Regions from separate parts of the Mus musculus genome. Here regions 1 and 2 are each linked to region 3. A link is a contact called in public HiChIP or PLAC-seq and capture Hi-C data. All regions are on one chromosome and are shown on one strand. Each heading gives the region's core, a stretch centred on a gene start, on an enhancer-like site or on the middle of the called end of the contact. The rest is flanking DNA. Distances are from core to core; before and after follow the strand shown.

Region 1 (2,724 bases), core at 18-2,517, 85 kb before region 3:
AAATTCCTTAGGGAAGGGTTAATCAGGTCTGGACATCACAGAGCAGCAGACTGAGTGAAGCTCTGGAGCAGCCAGGAGCCCTGTGATGAGTCACTGTGCCCAGCTCTAGGGTGCATTGTCCTTCCTGTCCTCGATGCCACCCCCCCCTTCACACACACACACACACACACACACACACACCAGGGAGGGACACTGCCCTACCCCCATCTGCTGCCACCATGAAGAGAAGGCCAGCACTCCTCAGCCCCTCCACGGGCAAGGGCGCCATCTTCCTCCCTCTGCCCACAGGCTGGCAGAGGAGACAGCTGGATGGTACCCAGGCATAGGCCCAGAATAGCTCAGGCCCTCCCCACAGGCAAGGGGCAGCCATGAGGGCCGAGAGGTGAATGTCCTGTTCTAGCCAGAGAAATAAAAATCCCACCTGGCCCAGCTCAGCAAGTGCCCTCAGAGATGCCCTGACCCTCTCCCCTACTATCCAGTCCAGGTCCTGTGTCTCAGTACCCGCGCATCTCAGAGGTCAACCGAGAAGCTCAGGCCTGTTGGGGTGGGGGGTGCATCCGAGGGTGGGAGCCACATAGGACGCGATAGGGGTCCTCAGATTTCACCACCTCCCCCGCCCTACTCTGACAAATCACGGACATCCCCAGGGCCCCAAACCACCGCGCCAGCACTTTCACCGACCAGCCTGTCAAGCCCAGCAGAGCCCAGACAAGCCCCAAGGTCAAGGTGACAGCATGATGGCAGGTTTCAGGAGAAGGCCCCCCTCCACTGTCACAATTGCCTAAGGGACTCACTACCCGACTGCCACGGGGACCCACCATGCCCAGTCTAGAGACAGCCTCCCTCCACCCCCAGCCCAGGGGTGCAGCCCAGCTAGGTGCCGCATATTCCCCTCTTCCCCGGGCTGGGTTCCCAGAGAAGCGAACCCTGATTGAAAACCTAAGCAAGGGTCTCAGACCGGGATGTGCGTCCTTACCCAGAGCCGAGGACTCAGTCAGAAGGACTGGTGGCGCCGGCGCCGGCGGTTTTATCTCTCCAGGAGGGGGTCCACCTATTGACGGTGCCGGCGCAATGCACTGCGCCCCTGCAGTACGGCAATGCGGTACCGGAGGGGGGAGGCGGGCGCCGAGCGGCTGGCAGATGGGATGCGAAAGATGCGTGGACGCAGGGGCCGCGCACCCACGGACGCGGGCCGGCGTAATGAGGATCCGAGAGGACGCAGCTGCAATGATGCACCGGAGCGAGGGAGAGAACCAGTGAGCGAGAACGCAGACCAGGAGAGAAAAACAGGCAAAAGGGCGGTGCAGCGCGCAGAGGTGGGGGCAGGGAAACAGAGCCAGGAAAGGAGGGGCAGGGATGGAGAGAAGCGAAAGAAACAGTAGAGAGAACTGGGGTAGCAGAGACAGTGGTTGCTGGAGAGCAGGGGGGAAAAAAAAGGTACATCCAACATAAAGATGTCCCCAGGAAGGTGGAACACAATAGGGAACCAGCAAGTAGACTAGGAGAGAAGAGGCCCAAGCCCAGGTCAAGATCCCTGCAAGCCTTGATGTGGGCATCCATTGCTGGCCCTGCTCATGGTTGAGTCCCGGTGAACATGAAGCTCAGTTTCCAGAGGTTTTCCACGATCCCCACCACCCCTAGCACAAGTGCTTACTCACATGGACCCTACATGACAGGCCCTTGAGGCAATCAGCCAGTCCAGCCCGCAGCCCAACCTTCTTATGAAGCCCTGGAAAGAGGTTTTTGTCTACCTATTCCCTTAGGTGTAGGGAATTTACAAAGCCCGTTCTCAGATGGTCTTAGCTAAGGTCACCAAGAACATCCAAACAGGGTTCAGATCCCCACTCTCCTTCAGGCTCCATTGGTAGGAAGCAGGGAGCCCTTGAGATTTCTAGAAAGATTAGGATATCCCAAATAGACCTTAAGGGGGTTGTGGCCACCGTGTATCACCAGGGGCTTCTTCAGAGGTGCCTATCTTGTCATTTGACCCAGACATTCCCGTTTTCCAATACTGCCACCTGTCCTAACCCAACCAGTCTTTGTGGTTGCAAGTAGGAAGCAAAGGTTCCTTGAGTATTTATGCTGACTGACAGCAGGCCTGTGCCTATTCCTTCTACCCTGGTGTAGAGTAGATCTAGACATAGAAGGCCCAGGTCAGGGCCCAGCACCTCCTACTGAGAGCGCCTGTTAGGGGACCCTGGAGATGGGTGCCCAATTAGGGCAGCTATCAAGTATGAAGAGAGAGTAAGGTGAAGCCTAATGAGGGTCTGTCTAGCAGAGGGCAGCCAGAGGCTAGGCAGGGCTCTCAGATGACTTGGCACTTTTGAAGACTGCTGAGACCGTCAACTGGGAGCCAGGAATTAAAAATAAACGCCTGGCAAGACATTAGCATTTACTCCACCCACTTGTCCAACTCATCTCTCCCTGAATGCCTTCCTTCTTGCATGGAGATGACTGGGCCTGGTTTCGAAATCAGGAGGTAGAGTGGGCTCAATAATGAGGTCCAAAACCCAGCATCTTTGTGAATAGCTATTAGTCCTTAGCTTTGGAGTCGCCTCCTCTGTCTATCTGGGCAGCAGTGAGCCAGCAAGGCCCAAGGCCAGGAGCTTACCCATCTAGAGGACTGACCCCTAATGACCAGAGGTCATGTCCTGCCTGAAACACCTATACATTGACCTACAGGAGGCAGGTCAAAAGTACCTCCCTGTCATTAGGACATACTTT
Region 2 (3,031 bases), core at 366-2,865, 91 kb after region 3:
TGTCCACATGGACAGGGTCAGTAACCTCTGGTGTCAGTAATGACCTGGTGGGCAGCTTTTGCTTCTAATCCCTATGGTAAATATACATCAAGAACTTAGTGTGTGGTGCTACTTAGGCACCTCTTACAGAGCTTGGATTTTAGTACCTGGAGTTGGGAGAGCAGATAGCAGAAGATGCTGTTGAATGGTTGAGGATAGCGGAAGTGGACAGAAAGAAGGCTTCAGTGATCTGGTAAAGACAAGACAAGTACCTTTACCTGCTGGGCCAACTCGCTGGCCCTAGCATGACAGTTTTGAAGAACTAGGTTAGAAATCACTGCGGTAAGCGGGCGTGGTGACGCATGCCTTTAATCCCAGCACTCGGGAGGCAGAGGCAGGCCTGGTGTGCACTACACAAAGATACAGTGTCTTGAAAAACAAAACAAAATAAGTTAGACTTAAAATTTCAAGCTTAGGCTTTTTAAAAGAATTAGAAAAATTAAAGTCTTATTTTGTTTTGAGACAGGGTCTCACTGTGTATCCCTGGCTGGCCTGAACTCAGAGAAATTTGTCTGCCTTTGTCTCCTGAATTAAAGGTGTATGCTATCACACTCTGAGAGAAGATTAGTAAACTCTAACATCAGTTTTTCCTTTCAAGAGTATTGGTTTTGGTTTTTTTGAGATAAGGTTTCTCTGTATAACAGCCATGTCCTGGAACTCACTTTGTAGACCAGGCTGGCTCCCAACTGACAGAGATCCACCTGTCTCTGCCTCCCGGGTACTAGGATTAAAGGCGTGGGCCATCACACCTGGCTTTATCAGTTAAATTTAAAAGAAAATTGTAAAGTACTAATTTATTTTTGTTTGAGTGTATGTATGTGTGACCCACTGTGCATGTGTGGAGGTCAGTGGATGATTTGGAATACTTGGTTCTCTCATGGGATTGAACTCGAGGCTGGGGTCTTAGCGTGCCTTACCTTCTAACATCTTGATCTTCCCACTGTTAGTTAAAAAAATTTTTTTAGCATTCTAGCTGAGAATAGTGTGTATATTTACTTTTTCAAGTTATATGCATATGTACGTATACACACACACACACACACACACACACACACACACACACACACACACAGGTACTAGGGTCAAACTTTATTTTCTATCATTGAACATGCTCCGTGAAAAGGTAAGTGATTTAGTTATTCATGCGTTGTAGAGTTCATGGCTGATGTGCCTATTAAGATTCTAATAGGTCAGAATTTCAGTGTTTCTTTACACTATGCATATATTCGCTCTCTGTTTTATCAAAAAAATGGAATATGCAGCTGTAAGCATTTTAAAGTTAATAAAAACTTCAAAACATGGTTTTAAAGAAAAAAAGCAAGTTTCAGAAAATGAGGAAATGCTGCAGCCTTTCAAAGGACCTGGATCTACAGTGAACAAAGGCTTTTAGAATTGAACAGTCCAGCTCACTTCTAAGAAACCTGAGTAGATAGTTTTCTGAAGTTTACAGAATGGCCACTTATGGTTTGTGGAAGGGTTTAACTGCTCTAGTCACAAGGTCATTTCAGGCCCAAACTACAGGAAGTGATACTGTATTCTGATGGAAATGGCTGCAATTAAAGAGACTTAAGGGTCTAGGAACTTAGCTCACTGGTAGAGCATTTGTCTAGCATTGGTGAGCCCAGGTAGTCAATCACAGGACCACACACATACATAAAAAACAAAGCATGCTGGCAAGATAGTTCAGCTGGTAAAGGTGCTTATCACCAAGCAAGCCTGATGCTCTGAGTTCAGTTCCTAAGGCCTACATGTTGGAAGGTGAGAACCCTTAGACTGTCCTAAGACCTCTACCTATGAACCTTAGCACACAGGCACTCTCCCTGCCACAAAGTAACAACAGCATCAGCAGCAAAGGTAGAAGTAAGTGTGAGGTGTGGGGCAGTCGGAGGTACCAACTGTGGCTGGTGGATATGGTGATCACGCAGTAGCTCTGTCAACAGTGTGTGCTTGTAGCTCCCTTCTAGGAAAAGAAAGTCCTTAATCCAGTGACTCAGGCATACAGTCACTGGAGTTTACTGACCACTGCCAGAAGTGGGAAGCTAGAAACTGCCAGCAGTGAGAAGTGAGTCTCAGAAATGCTACATTCTCCTCCTCTCCTTCCTCCTCCTCCTTGTTTTTTTGTTTTGTTTTGTTTTGTTTTTGAGACAGAGTTTGACCTGGAACTCACTCTGTAGATCAGACTGGCTTTAGTAATCTGCCTGTTTCTGCCTCCCAAGTGCTGGGATTAAAGGCGTGCATCACCACTGCCCCGCTCAAAGCTACATTCTTCTTGAGGGAGTAGAATACTGGTTGTAAAATATTCACATCTGAGGCTGGAGAGATAGCTCAGTGGTTAAGAGCACTGACTGCTCTTCTGAAGGTCCAGAGTTCAAATCCCAGCAACCACAAGGTCGCTGACAACCACCCATAATGAGATCTGATATTCTCTTCTGGTGTGTCTGAAGAGAGCTACAGTGTACTTACATATATCAATAAATAAATCTTTTTTTTTTTTTTTTGGGTTTTCGAGACAGGGTTTCTCTGTATAGCCCTGGCTGTCCTGGCGCTCACTTTGTAGACCAGGCTGGCCTCGAACTCAGAAATCCGCCTGCCTCTGCCTCCCGAGTGCTGGGATTAAAGGCGTGCGCCACCACGCCCGGCTTTTTTTTTTTTTTTTAATCCACATCTATCAAAACCTAGATGTCGGGCTGGTGAGATGGCTCAGTGGGTAAGAGCACTGACTGCTCTTCCAAAGGTCTGGAGTTCAAATCCCAGCAACCATATGGTGGCTCACAACCATCTGTAACAAGATCTGACTCCCTCTTCTGGAGTGTCTGAAGACAGCTACAGTGTACTTACATATAATAAATAAATAAATCTTTAAAAAAAAAAAAAAAAACCCTAGATGTCGAGCTGGAGAGATGGCTCAGTGGTTAAGAGCACTCACTGACTGCTTTTCTGGAGAGCCTACTTTGGATTTCCCTGAACCTGTATGGTGTTTCACAGAGCTCTA
Region 3 (2,715 bases), core at 114-2,613:
CTTCGGGCAAAGGTGCATCTATTCCAGTGACGCCTACAGCCCAACCCTGGCCTATAGTAGTGACAGACTTGATAGCGCATAGGCGTTGGGAAGCTAGGCCTGCGGCCCACCTTACGCCAGATCTTGCTCTCTGCTGCTTGCTTGAAGCGGGCCAGCAAGATCTCCCTGGGGCAGGTGTGCTCTACCTCACGCAGAATGTAGGTACTCTCATTGAGGCACTGGGTGCAGCGGGAGCAGCCCAGGTAAAGGTCTACCTTAGCACAGAGTCCGGCTAAGGATGGCCCGTTGGTGGCGGATGTGCTGGCCGACCTCAGACTGCAACCCACGGATGCCATCTCGGACAAAGGCCAGGTCCTTCAGGATTGTGAGCCAGGCTTCTGGGCAGCTGCTGTACTGAAACCGTCAGCCCTGGAGAGGTGATAGGACAAGAGAAGCAAGTCAGCCCAAGGTCAAGAAGGACCTACACCTCTGTCGGGTGTAGGACAGAGACTTCTGCCCAGTCTTGGCTTGTTGGGGGAACTCTAACTCAACCTTTCCTCCTGAAAGGCCTCTCCAAGTCCTGCCCAAGTGGCTGCTGGAAAAAAAAAAGAGTTGGGAGGCCTCAGAATCCTCCATCTGGTAACTCTGGGGCTCCTGGCCGTCTGAAGAGAGTACCCCCTTTCTTGAGACCTGCTAGTTGACTGCTGGGACTACTATAGCCCACCTGGACTTGGCAACAGGAGCCTCTGAAGGGGAGGACACAGCCTTGTAGAAATTCCGCTCTACCCAGGTTGGATAGCCCTCCTCAGAGCTCCCATAGAGATGCCAGAAGGAGAGGCAATGCCCAGAGCCCAGAGTCTTAGTTAGTACCACCACCCAGCAAGGATGGGCGAGAGAACAGCTAGCTCCCTGAAACACCTAGTCAGGTCATATCTCTCTCTCTCTCTCTCTCTCTCTCTCTCTCTCTCTCTCTCTCTCTCTCTCACTCATACATGCCAAGCAAATAATCTATTACTGACCTATACCCTAGCCCTCTAAACTTTCAAGGCAATCGTTGAGGTACAAAGATTATGTTTTAAATGGAAAGAATGAGCAACAGGCAAAGCCTGCAGTCCCTCCCTGCACTCCTCTGTGGAGTTTTCTAAGTCGTCAGAGCTAGAACCCCATACCCGGCAGCTGGAGAAGCAGGAAGAGGGGTCCATGGAGTTGTCCGATGCTAGGGTCTGTCTGAGGCCACTGATCTTGCCCATTTGCAGGCAAAGGGGTGGTCTTCACACCTCTCTAGGTGGCCCCTCCAGTCCCCAGCCACCACCCCATACTCACCCAGTGCACCAGCATCGACTTAAGAGTAGCGATCAGTTTCGTTTCTGCCCCTGGGGCGACTCAGAACTCTGACGACAGAGCACGGAAATTACCTCACTGCCCCCCCTGCCCCGCCCCTGCCCCGCCCTCAAGTGATAGCCTCCCTCCCAGACCTGGCGGAGCTCCCTGGCCCTAGGAAGATTTCCCCCACTCCCCACCTCCACAGTCCCCTTGAGGTCAACACAGCAGGATTTAACCTGGCCCTTTCCCGGTCCCTCCCCCTACTCATACTTAGACGTCTGTACTCTCTTGTGTGGGAACCGTAAGATGAGCCCCAGGGTAGATGGCTTTAGGATTAAAAAAAAAAAAAAAAAAGCCCCTATTTGGGAGTGGGAGAGCCTTTGCCTATAGAGCCTTGGGAAATTTACTCTGGGTGCTATAGCCAAAGGCTAGGGTCCTTGGGAGCAGGGCCAGACAGGCAAGGAACAGAGAACTCTATGCTGGGGCAGGACCTGTTCCTAAAAGGCACTAGACTTCTTCCTTGAAGCGCTAATAATTTTAGTCAATGCTGTGCCTGGCATGGCCCCCGTGGGGACAGAGTGACATGGTTCCTACCCTTGGAATAGGGTCCTGGTGTGAGCCTCCAGGAGTGTCAAATGGCTGCTGTGGGCATAAGGCAAGTTTGTATAATAATGTACATATTTCACATTCCTTCGAGGAATGTCCTCTCTGTTAACATTAATGACTCCAGGAGAATTAGAAACAGCAGAGTCCAGGAGTCGAGGATGTGGCTATGTCTCTGCAAAATGGTAAACACTGGAACCCTCAGGACAGCCCTTGAGGCTATGGGAAAGAGCTCTAAATACGGGAATTTGAAAATATATAATTTCTTAACTATCCAAAAATATAAGGATGCGATATGAATTATGAGGGGTTTCATGAATTTAAAGGAACAGAGACAGGTACACAATGAGCCAACTTGTCGCAAAGATACAAAAGCATAAGGCATGCAGGTTCCTGAGTTTAAGGTCAGCCTAGGACAGAGCAAGGTTAGACTCAGGCGTGATGGAAACGGTGCATGGTGGAAATAATTTCAGGGCAGGGTCCCAACAAACTAGCATGTCATCTAGGCTTAACTAAGGCAGACAGATCTCTGAATTCTTTTGCAATGTTAAGAGAAAATGTATGTTTGCTGTCTCTGAATCAAAAGGTTGGGGTCACAGGACGCTGATTAATAGGATAATCAAAAGAGCACCTGGAATAAATAAGTGAATTGATATGGAAATTTAAAAACTGGGCTTTTGGTCTGCATGAGATGAGCTAGCAGAATGGAATAGCAGTTCTTTGGAATTTTCTCTAGTGATGGTTAAGCTACCTGGAGATCTCTGGAGAGCAAAAAGAGCTCTTCAAGAGGTTTTTCTTAACAGGATTTCT

What was found. HiChIP or PLAC-seq counts read pairs in DNA pulled down with a chosen protein or histone mark. Capture Hi-C pulls out chosen DNA fragments and counts their contacts.
Region 1: a contact with region 3 is called in a capture Hi-C map of embryonic stem cells, with 2.2 times the contacts expected there. The contact joins the promoter of Eef1a2 here to the promoter of Helz2 in region 3. A contact is called at or near these places in 5 of 39 promoter capture datasets (cranial neural crest, embryonic stem cells, macrophages and 1 more), 3 of 115 datasets of contacts at active chromatin or transcription factors (all in embryonic stem cells) and 4 of 9 other capture datasets (adipose tissue, embryonic stem cells, liver and 1 more).
Region 2: an H3K27ac HiChIP or PLAC-seq map of embryonic stem cells shows a contact between it and region 3, with 6 read pairs. The contact joins the enhancer-like site here to the promoter of Helz2 in region 3. A contact is called at or near these places in 2 of 39 promoter capture datasets (macrophages and neutrophils), 12 of 484 Hi-C or Micro-C datasets (CD4 T cells, the MNK3 cell line, Th1 cells and 7 more), 10 of 115 datasets of contacts at active chromatin or transcription factors (the 230-238 cell line, the HPC-7 cell line, the SCID.adh cell line and 7 more) and 4 of 9 other capture datasets (adipose tissue, liver, macrophages and 1 more).

What each region holds. Positions count from the first base shown.
Region 1 is chr2:181,155,748-181,158,471 of GRCm38.p6, forward strand. Eef1a2 (eukaryotic translation elongation factor 1 alpha 2) reads right to left here and starts at 1,268. Exons shown (of 8, transcript NM_007906.3): 1 at 977-1,268.
Region 2 is chr2:181,331,181-181,334,211 of GRCm38.p6, forward strand. All of the region lies in intron 8 of Rtel1 (regulator of telomere elongation helicase 1), which reads left to right. Among named protein-coding and RNA genes, the nearest start is that of Rtel1, 13 kb to the left of the region's middle. Within about 2 kb of position 1,616, at least 8 of the 459 cell types and tissues checked have an H3K27ac peak or open chromatin away from gene starts, as enhancers often do. A contact at or near this core is called in embryonic stem cells, where this site is marked.
Region 3 is chr2:181,240,664-181,243,378 of GRCm38.p6, forward strand. Helz2 (helicase with zinc finger 2, transcriptional coactivator) reads right to left here and starts at 1,364. Exons shown (of 19, transcript NM_183162.2): 1 at 1,303-1,364; 2 at 1-408. The coding sequence starts at 335.